Regions from separate parts of the Mus musculus genome. Here region 1 is linked to region 2. The links are chromatin contacts, called in public Micro-C maps. All regions are on one chromosome and are shown on one strand. Each heading gives the region's core, a stretch centred on a gene start, on an enhancer-like site or on the middle of the called end of the contact. The rest is flanking DNA. Distances are from core to core; before and after follow the strand shown.

What was found. A called contact is a pair of places that touch in the nucleus more often than the background predicts.
Region 1: a contact with region 2 is called in a Micro-C map of embryonic stem cells, with 2.2 times the contacts expected there. The contact joins the promoter of Bace2 here to the promoter of Dscam in region 2. A contact is called at or near these places in 3 of 39 promoter capture datasets (embryonic stem cells, hippocampal neurons and stem cell-derived epiblast-like cells) and 1 of 484 Hi-C or Micro-C datasets (embryonic stem cells).

Annotation. Positions count from the first base shown.
Region 1 is chr16:97,353,924-97,359,516 of GRCm38.p6, reverse strand. It overlaps Bace2 (beta-site APP-cleaving enzyme 2), which reads right to left and starts at 2,789. Exons shown (of 9, transcript NM_019517.5): 1 at 2,416-2,789. The coding sequence starts at 2,715.
Region 2 is chr16:97,168,619-97,173,554 of GRCm38.p6, reverse strand. It overlaps Dscam (DS cell adhesion molecule), which reads left to right and starts at 2,820. Exons shown (of 33, transcript NM_031174.4): 1 at 2,820-3,321. The coding sequence starts at 3,279.

The DNA.
Region 1 (5,593 bases), core at 1,540-4,039, 190 kb before region 2:
TGAGCATCATCTGCCTGTGGTTCAAAGCCTAGCTTCTTCAGCCTATTGACCTGGGCTCCATTTCCTACCCTCCCTCTTTATTACCCCATTGCACTAGCAAGTCACTCAATGTTTCCAAACTTCACCCCTGACACCCTCAAGTCACATAGCAATACTAGCACAAAAGCTGGGCTTGTGGTGAATATTTGCACCAAACACCAGTCAGAAAGAGGACGGTCCCACCAAGAGCCCATCTAAAAATCAAGGTGAATAGCCTCCTGAGGAATAATACCCAAGCTTGTGACTTCCACAGGCAGGCACACACATATGCCCATACCTGTACATACACAAACGTGCATACATACCTCTACAGAAACACACACACACACACACACACACACACACACACACACACACACACATTGGTTAAGATATGAGAGGGTGGTTGTAAGAGAGACCAGAACTGTCAAGGTGTTCATCACAAATGGAGGCTGAAGACATTATGGTTATTAACATCTGAAAAAGTCTTGTTAATTTATTGCTTCCCTCCCTTTCTGTAAGCAATTTTACCTGGGGTTCCAGAGAGCAAAAATTCAATTCCATGAATGACCCTGTGCCCACTACTATAGCAGGAACTGTCTTTGGGGTTCAGAGGTCACCTCCCTACTGCTCTCTCTAGGCATCTGCAAACCCCTGCTGGCATCAGAGACACTACAGAGCCAAACCAGGTTGCCAACACCCAGCTTTTACAATGGAAGCACCTGATGCACAGATTTTGCTGTGAAGCAATTTGTCCCTTCATCATACCAGGGCAACAATACAGAATGGTTCACTCCTGTGGAATGATATGCAGAAATGGTACTTGTCTGTCACAAACCAGCCTTGCTTAGAAGCATGCTATAGTCTAGCTGAGAAATAACCTCAGAGGAAGTACTTCCTTGGCTGTGCTAAGGATACAAACCTGGGTGCTCGTTACATCCTGGGTAATTAAATTAATTAAATTTCATCACTGAGTTTAAAGTAAAGGTCATTGAATTATCAACAAAGGCAAAGCAAGGGAGAGCTTTGTAAGAGAAGTCTTCTCCTCCTCTTTAAAGTTTTTTTTTTTCTTCCTGGTTTCCTTTTCCTTAACACATGAGGACTCAGTTGAGGCCTGTGTATAAAAGAAAGAGGCAGGTCCCTCCTGTTCTATGCAGTCCTGCCAACGGCAGTTCACAGGATTCCCTCTGCCCTGAGATCATGCTCACATGGTGGTCAGACTGCTCAGGGGACCCTAAGCCTCCTCAGCTGACACTGCCACCCACCCCACCCCCCTTCAGTCTGCCCTGCAGCCACTTCTGGACTGCGCACACAAGGACCCTGTACAGCAACCACAACTAACGTTTTGAGTAAAACACTCTTGAAGGTCTAAACAACCACAGAAGTTACTCTGCAGTTTCTCTTTTTAAAAATTAGCATGGCTCATCCTCTTAAAGTCTTGAATAATTTAATTAGAATTATACAAAAGTCATGAGCATGTTCTATTTATGGGTAATCACATCAGCATGACAACCCCCAACGACGATGTTAAAAATAAAGTGTCTTCATACGGTGCGTTCAACTTATGAGACAACTTGAATTCGAATTGGAGAGGGTCGGATCACTTCTGTGAGGCTTTTGTTTCCCTTGCCAGATTCCGTGCTTGGGAGCCGGTGTTCCCTGTCACTCGAAGTGTTAAATGAACATCGGCACAAGGCGGGGAAGAAAGCTGTTTGGACTGCGTTTGTTTTATCTTTGACTCGCTACGCGCTTGGTGTTCCCCAGCAGCTAATGGCATTCACATTCTCCAACCCCCGCAGGATGCATGCCTTGGCGGGTGCACGGCTCCCAGAGGCTGGGCAGCCGGACAGCTATGAGGAAGCCAGCAAACAAACTCCGAGGAAGGAAGACGGCTGGCTCTGCCCTGCAAAGAGACACTTTGGAACCGGGTGTCTTTTAGCTGAGCTCATGGAGAAATCTCTTTTAAAGGGTACTGCGCCTTGGATGCTGTCCAAGAGTCTTTTTAGCAATGAGACAGCATAGAGATGGTATCAACTCCAGTGATTTCCCTGCACCTAACAGCACCTTTTTCCAAGACCCCACCCACCACCCACTCAGTAGGTACCGCTCTTGCTGGAAGGAGGCGTCGCTCCTGGGCCCGAAGCATGTTACAGGTTCCTTCAGCTGTCAAGCTCCACGGGGTGGGGGAGGGCCACCAAGTTCTGAAACATTTGCTCACACCCCCTGAGCTGTGCTCCGGCAGAGGCTGCGCTCCCTGGTGCGTCCCTAGCGCGCGCCTCCACTCCTCACCCAACCCATGCATCTCCCTGACCCTTCTTCCCAGTGAAAGCTACTGCCTTAGGGACGGCATTAAATCGCGTGGAGTCAATTCACAGAAACTACCGCCCCCAACCCTACCTTCTGCGGAGGGGTCCCGATCAGCATCTCTAGGTAGTAGCCGCGGCCAGAGTCCCCCTGAAGGTTGTCCACCATAGCCAAGAAGTTGGCAGTAGCCCTGACAGGCTCCAGTGCGAGGGCCAGACCATCGGCCCGGGGCAACTCGGGGGTCCCGAGTCCGGGAACAGCCGAGGCTCTGTGGTTCGTGGCCCGGGCCACTTGGAGGGGCAGCGTGAAGGGCGCGGGGGCCAGCGCGGGGACCGCACTCAAGAGCCACTGCGCCAGCACCGGGAGCAAGAGTGCTCGAAGCAGCGCGCCCATCCCCGCAGCGGGGGCTCGGCGAGTCTGCGAGCGCGGTTCTGCGGTCCTTAGCCGGCCGGGGCGGGGCGGACAGGGAGGAGGCTGGAGAAGGCGGTGCAGAGTTGAACAAGTTCTCAGTCGCTGCCCCCTCTGGCGGCCGCCTCCCCGCAGGCCCTGCCCCTCCTCCGTGGCCAAGGTCAAGGATGGGCGCGGGTCGCGCCTCTTCCCCGGGAAACTGGAGTGCAAAATTTCCCCGGAACGTGCCCGGGAGGCCACGGCTAACGGATATGACGAGGCTCAGCTTAGAGCTGCTGGAAAGTTTCGGGAACCCTTAAAGGGGCAGCTAAAGCGCAAACTGGCTTTCTGGTCCTGCGCTCAAGGAACCCCCGGGGGTCCACTGTCCCTGCAGAGGCAGAAGTGCCCTTAGGACTTAAGGCTCAGAGCGCGGGGCAGGCAACTGTGAAAGAGTGCACCTCTCCGCTTGCCAAGCGCACTCCAACAGGGTCTGGCTGCCTCTCGGAGCTTCTCCCACGCGTGGTTCTCCCCTTCCAGCTCCTTAGGAGTTAGCTGGTTCTCTGAGAAAGGATTTGAAGTATGAATGGAGGCTGGGGGCGCTGAGAGCCCCAGGGATAGGGGAAGCAGGTGAGCAGATTTTGAATTTCTGAGAAGGGATCTGGGTTATTGCTCCTTCCTGCTTACCCTCCCCTGAACCCAAAACCACAGCTTGAGGAGGTAGATTTGGGCCTGGTCTTCCTGGCTTTCCTCTTGTCCTTAATGCAGATCCAATTCCGCTAGGAGCTGAGCTCAATCTCCCAGGGATTCAGTCAGTCCACCAAGATAGTGAATTACTATCAGGGTCCCAAATGAGGCTGCCATCCAGCCTTCCCCCTCTTTCATCCTCCCACCAGCTCTCCGCAGATTATCTAATTAATACTTGTTTAGCCAGACACCGAAGCCGCAGAAATGCATTCAGAGGGCTATTTTATTTCAGGTACTGAACGCAGGGGGGACAATTACAGCAGCTAAACTCATCGATTTTTTGCTGAATCAAGGAATAGGAGAAATCTTTGTGTCTCCTCCAGCTGAATTATGTTGGCTTTTTTTTTTTTTAAAAAAAACAAACAAGACCATCTTCAAACAATGGAAAGTAGAAATCAAGCGTCCCTAATCCTTAACCGGAACTTCCAGATACAAGTGTCCATGCTTGTTCCCTCCTTTCCAATGTCAGAATCCTTTCTTGCTCTACCAGGGACCTTTCTGTCCCAGATCTTCAGCTGTTCTACTTTCTAAATGGTTTTGGTTACAGGTTGCACTTTTCCCCCCTCTTAACTCTATCCAAGCTTCAAGGAATCCCCAGTCACACGAAGGCAGGCCTGATTGAATTCCAGGATAGAACCTAAATTGTTATTGCCCATAAATCTGCATAGTTATCGCGAGCTCTTACATTCATATATTCACATTTAAATTCAAGATTGTAAGGAAAGGACAATTTAAAAAGAGGTAGTTATTTACAAACCCTGGTGTTCAGTCTTGAGGGGTTGGGGACCACCCAGACAGCTCTCAGAATGACAGCATCCTTTTGGAAGCACATGGAATTTATCGAGGACATCAACTCAGGTGCTACAGGATGTATAAGGTATAAGGTCAATATTAAAGACATTTGTGCTCTCTAAGGTTAAAAAATAAACACAGGGGAAATCTGTAAAACTCGGATCTAGTTAGTGTTTTTATTTGAAAATCTCTATTTCATGTAGCATGGCTATTCCAAGCTTTCCCTGGCAAAAGGGAGGTGTATAAACAACTGCATAGAGACAGGATCAAGAGCACATGCCGTTTTAATGAGTGGTAGGGCCATCTTGTCAATAAAGTACTGGTCGGGCCCTGAAGTGGTAGCACCAGATTCCTTGTCTTCACTCTGTGTGGCCTTAGCATTCTCCTGCCTCATTGCATTCACAACACTTCCTGACATGGGGTGCCTCAGTGGCACCCCCTGGAGATAGCTGGCTCTGCTCACTGGAGCTCTTCTCACACCATGACTTCTCCAACTTCTGATTCCAGGACCCAGCTACACTCTTACAAGTGACTGAGGGCCTCAGTATGTTGATCTGTATTTAACAAACTATGACTCCAAAATGAGAAACATTAACAATTAAAATAAAAACACACCTGGGTCCAATTAGTAAAGTGCTGACTGTGCAAACATGAAAACCTGAGTTTAATCCCAAGCACCCATTTATAAACCCAGGCATGACAGCGCTTCCCTGTAATCCCAGCAACCTGGAGGGCAGAGAGAGGCAATCCCTGGGGCTCACTAGCCAGCTATTCTCATCTAATTGTCAAGTTCTAGGTTCCAGTGAAAGATCTATCTCAAATAATAAAAAGAAAAGTGGACAGCTCCTCTGGTGGTTTGAATGAGTCTGGACCCCATAGGCTCATATGTTTGAATACTTGTTTCCAAATTGTTGGGTAGGATTGGGAGGTGTGGTCTGTTGGATGAGGTTTGTCGATGGCTTTGAGGTTTTGAAAGCTCACTCTAGCCCAATCCCCTTTGCCTGATGCCTTGGGATTAGATGTAAGCTCTCAGCTGTGGCTTTCAAGCCATATATATAGTGCCTGCTGCCGCACGTATGATGGTAATCATGGGCTAACCCTCTGAAACTGTAGGCAAGCCCCTAATTAATTGCTTTATCTTACAAGTTCCCTTGGTCATAGTGTCTTTGTTTGTTTGTTTGCTTGCTTGCTTTTTGAGACAGGGTTTCTCTGTGTAGCCCTGGCTGTCCTGGAACTCACTTTGTAGAACAGGCTGGCCTCGAACTCAGAAACCGGCCTGCCTCTGCCTCCCGAGTGCTGGGATTAAAGGCATGCACCACCACGCCTGGCCTAGTGTCTTTTTATAGCA
Region 2 (4,936 bases), core at 1,571-4,070:
TGTAATTAGCTTAGATGTGGCACTTCCACTGTGAAATAAAACACTCTGCCCAAAAGCAACTTAAGGGAGGAAGGGGTTAATTTTAGCTTATACTTCCAGGTCAGTCCATCACTGAAGGAATTTGGGGAAGGGACTTGAAGGCAGAAACTCTGGAGGAACACATCTTACTGGTTTATTCACAGGATTTTACCAATCTTTCTTCACACCTAGCTTTCTTACACAACTCAGGGGCACCTGCCTAAGGATGGTGCTGCCCACAGTGGTCTGGGCCCTCCTACAGCAATTAACAATCATGGCAATGTCCATAAGCTCCTCTTTGGCAGGGCTCTGGGCTGCTCCTCTGTGAAGGTTAACCTCAATTGTCACCTGAGAGGTGGGCACCTGGCAGTGCTGTGGAAGAGCACCTTGATTAGGTTAAGGTGGGAAGAAGGAATACTATGGGTGCCATCATTTCCTAGGCTAGGAACCCAGCTTGTATAAAAAGGAAGTGGGCTGAGTATAGTCACTCAGCACTCTCTACTTCTTGACTGCAGCAAGTGCAGTGTGATCTGCTTCTGTACTGTGACTTCCCTGCAAGGTCAGACTGTGTTCCCTGAACTGTGAACTGAAATAAGCCATTTTCCTCTTTGAGTTTCTTTCTTTCTTTCTTTTTTTATCATAGCAAGACAGAAGTATGAAAAACGAAAAATATGAACACAACACCACCACCCCCCAACTCCCTTACACAATCTCCAGGTCTTGACCAGTCTCTATCATTATGGGTCTATCACCTTCTGTGGGTTGTGTTCTTTTCAGTGGGTGGTCTGTTTCCCACCATTCCTCGCTGTCCTTGATGGAGATCTGGATGTAACTGGATCATTTAGTGAAGCACCCAGAGTGGGGCTTGGCATTGACTGTCCTACTCCAGAGTGGCATTGTCATGCATGTCCTACAAGCCATTTATGCCTCTGGCCCACAATGAACCAGACACTGGGGACAGCTTTCCAGTGTAGATGTGTAATCACTTGGGTATCTCCTGATACCTTGGAACTGTAATCCCTAAGGAATGGGAAAGCATTTCCCATTCCCCATCATGGCTATGCCTAGTACAGGAGCCAGGCGGAAGACAGGGAAGCAAGGCAGCAGATGTGGGCCACTTGTGTGGCCATGGGTTACTTTGTAACAGCTTGGCATCTGTGTGCAGCTGTGCCCTTCCTAACTATTCCCAACAGAGTGAGACAGTAAACAGAGAGTGACAGATACCATGGAAGAGACAGAAAAGGCTGCAAAGGAAAGGACACATTTTCTACTAGGATATTTTAAATGGTGTATTTCCTTCTTTTTGCAAAAGGAGCCCTTTATTTTTCTTTATACCAGATCCCCAAATTTATATAGCTAGCCTAGCTATATAGAACCTTAGCCACCACTGGCCATGGTAACCAGGCACTAGGCCTAGGCTGCAGAACACCGCAACCATTATAGTTAGAAGTGCTGATGATTTCATTCTGTATGCCAGGGCAGGAACACTCATGAGACGCACACGTATGCTTAGAACTGGTAAGTGGAGGTAGTGGTTTGACTCCAAGCTGTCTGCCTCAGCTTTGTCTTGAGTGCTTGGCTACCAAGCCCCAGCTGAGCCTTAAGATGGTTGGAGTACCTGAAGAATTGTGCCCTAAAAGAACAGGAATGCAGGGAGGGAAATCAGGCCCACTGCCTGCCAGGGAGCACAGCTTTGAGGAACAGGGAGTGAAGAAACACCCTTTGCATGCAAAGGCAGAGGACACTGGGGTTCGTGTGTAGCTGGCAGAGCTGGAGGCGCAGCCTGAGTGGGCGGCAGCACGTGACCACCTACAGCTGCAGAGCAATGGCAGCCAGTGCGGCGTCAGGGCTCAGCTGACCCTTCCTAACACAGGGCCTGGCCATCTTGTGCCCAGCCCTGGTAAAGCACCATTTTATTTCTGCCTCAACATTTGCTTTTCTGGGCTATTCTGTGAGCCGTTTTAGGGGTGCCTAATCTGTAAGTGCACATGTAGTTCAGGCAGAAGATGCCTGATAGTCTGCGAAACTATCTCCATTTCCCATGAAATGGTCCTCTCTTGCCTTCCCTCAAAGCTTTCCCAGTCCATAGTCCTGGCCGTGTGCATTCAATGTTAGACTTTAAATCAGGGCACATTCTGACTCTGTGGGTCATTATTTTGTAAAGTGCCAGATACGGATATGTGCTTTTTGAAGGGCCTTTGTTGAAATAGTATCATTACTTCAAGATCTTTCTGGAGACCCATTTAGGCCATGGTCTGCTGTGCCAAGAAAGGGGTTGCATGTTGGGACTCAATACGCACTATCAGCTATTTTAATCAGTTTTTATACACCACTCAGAGACCAAAATTAGAATCGCTCATGTTTGCACCCTAGTATGTATTAAAGATAATTAAAAATCAGCCAGTGAAGTCAGAGAGCTCTTCCCAGGAGCCGCGAGGACTCCAAGGCAGCATTTCCCTCTAGGCAGATGGACTAGACTTTTCAGGGAGTCAATACGGACTCCGAATCCTGCTGCACATCGCATCAAAACTGCTAACGCCTCGCGGTCACCTCTGCCTAGCTGGCACCCTTCCGGAGTGGTCAGCCCCCGGCCGCATCTCATTAACAACCTGCAAGAACAGAGCTACACACGATGGGCTGTGTGGGGACGCGTCTCTGAGCCTCTGAGCCTCTGAGCCCTGGGTCCCGCCGACTGCGTGATCCGCCGCACTCCTCTGCTGCTGCTTTAAGACTGCAGAGCGCCCCAGCGGCCAGAGCAGGGGAGGGGTCCCCGCTCGCCTCCGCGCGCGGCCCGCCGGGCTCAGGCAGGGAAGGGCAGCACAGGGGACCCGGCGCCCGAGGCCGCCGCAGCAGGATGAGCCTGGCCGCGCGCCTGCTGCCTGGCTGCGGAGGGTGAGGCCGGCGCCCGGGAGGCCGCCGCCTGGCCGCGCTGCGCATCGGGGGGCGCCCGGCATGAGCTCGCGCCCGCGGCTGCGGCTGTGCGCCCGCGCCTGGCTGCCCGCGGCCCGCTGAGCCGAGCCGAGCGCACGGCGCACCTGGGCTGTGTCCGCGGCGCGGGGCGCGGCGCCCGGGAGCAGGTGTGCGGGGGCGCAGCAAGCGGGGAGCGCGGCTGGGCGGCTGGGCGGCCCCCGGGCAGGTGGCGGGCAGCAAGCGGAGCCGGGCCGGGCGCGGCGGAGCGCAGCGCAGCGCGGGGGGCGAGGCCGGCGCGTGGCTCGCTCGCTGGCTCGCTGGCTCGCGGGAGGCCGGGCAGCAGCAGGGGCATGTGGATACTGGCTCTCTCCTTGTTCCAGAGCTTCGCGAATGGTGAGCCTTGCGGTCTGTGCTGATTCCTGTCTGGGAAGGGGCCCGGGGGATGGGTGCGGTGTAGGGGGTTGAATGCATGGGTGAAGTCTTTTCCCTTTCCTTTCCTATCCGGGTTGGAATGTTCGTGCATGCGTTTATTTATTTATTTAAAAAATATATTTGCATTGCTTTGGAGAGGTTAGGCGATACTGATAGGAGGCCGGGGAGGCATCGCTCTGCAATCGTTGGAAGCAGCCTACCTAGCTAGCTAGCCAAGTGCCAGCTCAAAGCCTAACTCCAGAGCTAGACAGCTACCTCATCAGAGCCAGGCAGGTTTGGGAAGAAGAGAAGGGAGATGATCATTGCCACTTTGAATATCATAACCAGAAAAGGACATGGCGTTAGGAGCGTAGGCAGGTGCAGGGGTCAATTAAGACAGTAGCCCTCAGGTTCTGCACTCTTGAGCCTTAAAGCCTCCGCTTTAATTCTGCTACAGTTTATCCTTGAAGGCTGTGGGAAAGATGCGTCTGTCTGCATCCCCCTCGTCCCCTGGACACTACATGTTCCTCGCAGTAGTGTATGTAAAAATATGCACTGCTAGGCATTACATCATCTGTAATGTTGACAAATTTTTTAAAAATCACCTGTATACTTATAAAAGTGAAATTGGTGAATGTTGTACATGGTGTTTCCCCCTCATGCGCAGCTCAGTATAGCCTTTTGAGATGCTTTCTTCCTGATATTTAGAATCTATGGCTTTTGATGGAGTCAGACCCAATTAGTAAGTGTGTCTGCACCTTAGGCTGCCTGTCACAGTGTAAATATGAACTTACATGTATGAATGGCTTTCTCTCCTGTGGCAAAGAGAGGGAACTGTTATCATTTGGTACCGCTTGGAAGCATCCAGGGCTTCAATACCCATCTTAAATGTGGAACATCTGCATAAAACGTATAACCTGCTGACAGTTAAAATTAAACCATTGAGAGAGAGAGAGAGAGAGAGAGAGAGAGAGAGCACGCAAGTGAGCGAGAGAGAATGTGAACATGAGAGAATGTGAATATGAAAGAATGAATATATCTGGTCTTTACAAGAAAACAGGAGAGGGAGAAGCCAAGGGGAGGCTGTTAAGATTTTTCTGGAAGATACCCAGGGAAGCTGTAAGCACTGGCTGTATTTTCTTTGCAGACTTAGAGAACAGCTAACCCACAGCCAAAGGAAGGACATGATATTTCCCAGGTTTTAAAAACAAATGACTAAGGAAAGATGGAGCCAAATGAAGAATGTGCCCCCAAATTCACACAAAGCCGGTCTTTTGCTCTTTAATATAACCGAAAGCAAAGTGACAGGAGTTTTCCCTCTTGAGATTTCCTCCCAGGGGGAAAAATTTCAACAAGTTCTGACAAGACACCCCCTCTCTCCAGAGGGCACTAACCCTGGCCTGCCTCCTCCAGGGAATTCACCTAGGGGGACATTTGTGCTTCTGAGGAAGCAATCAAGTCTTGAGAGCAGCCCCTGCTGCTTGCTGCTTTAATGGGAAACCACAGAAAAGGCCCAGATGTTCACAGATGTGTTCCAAAAGCCAATACACCTTGTCTTTCCTGTCAGGATGACATATCTGGACTCCTGGCAAAGGCC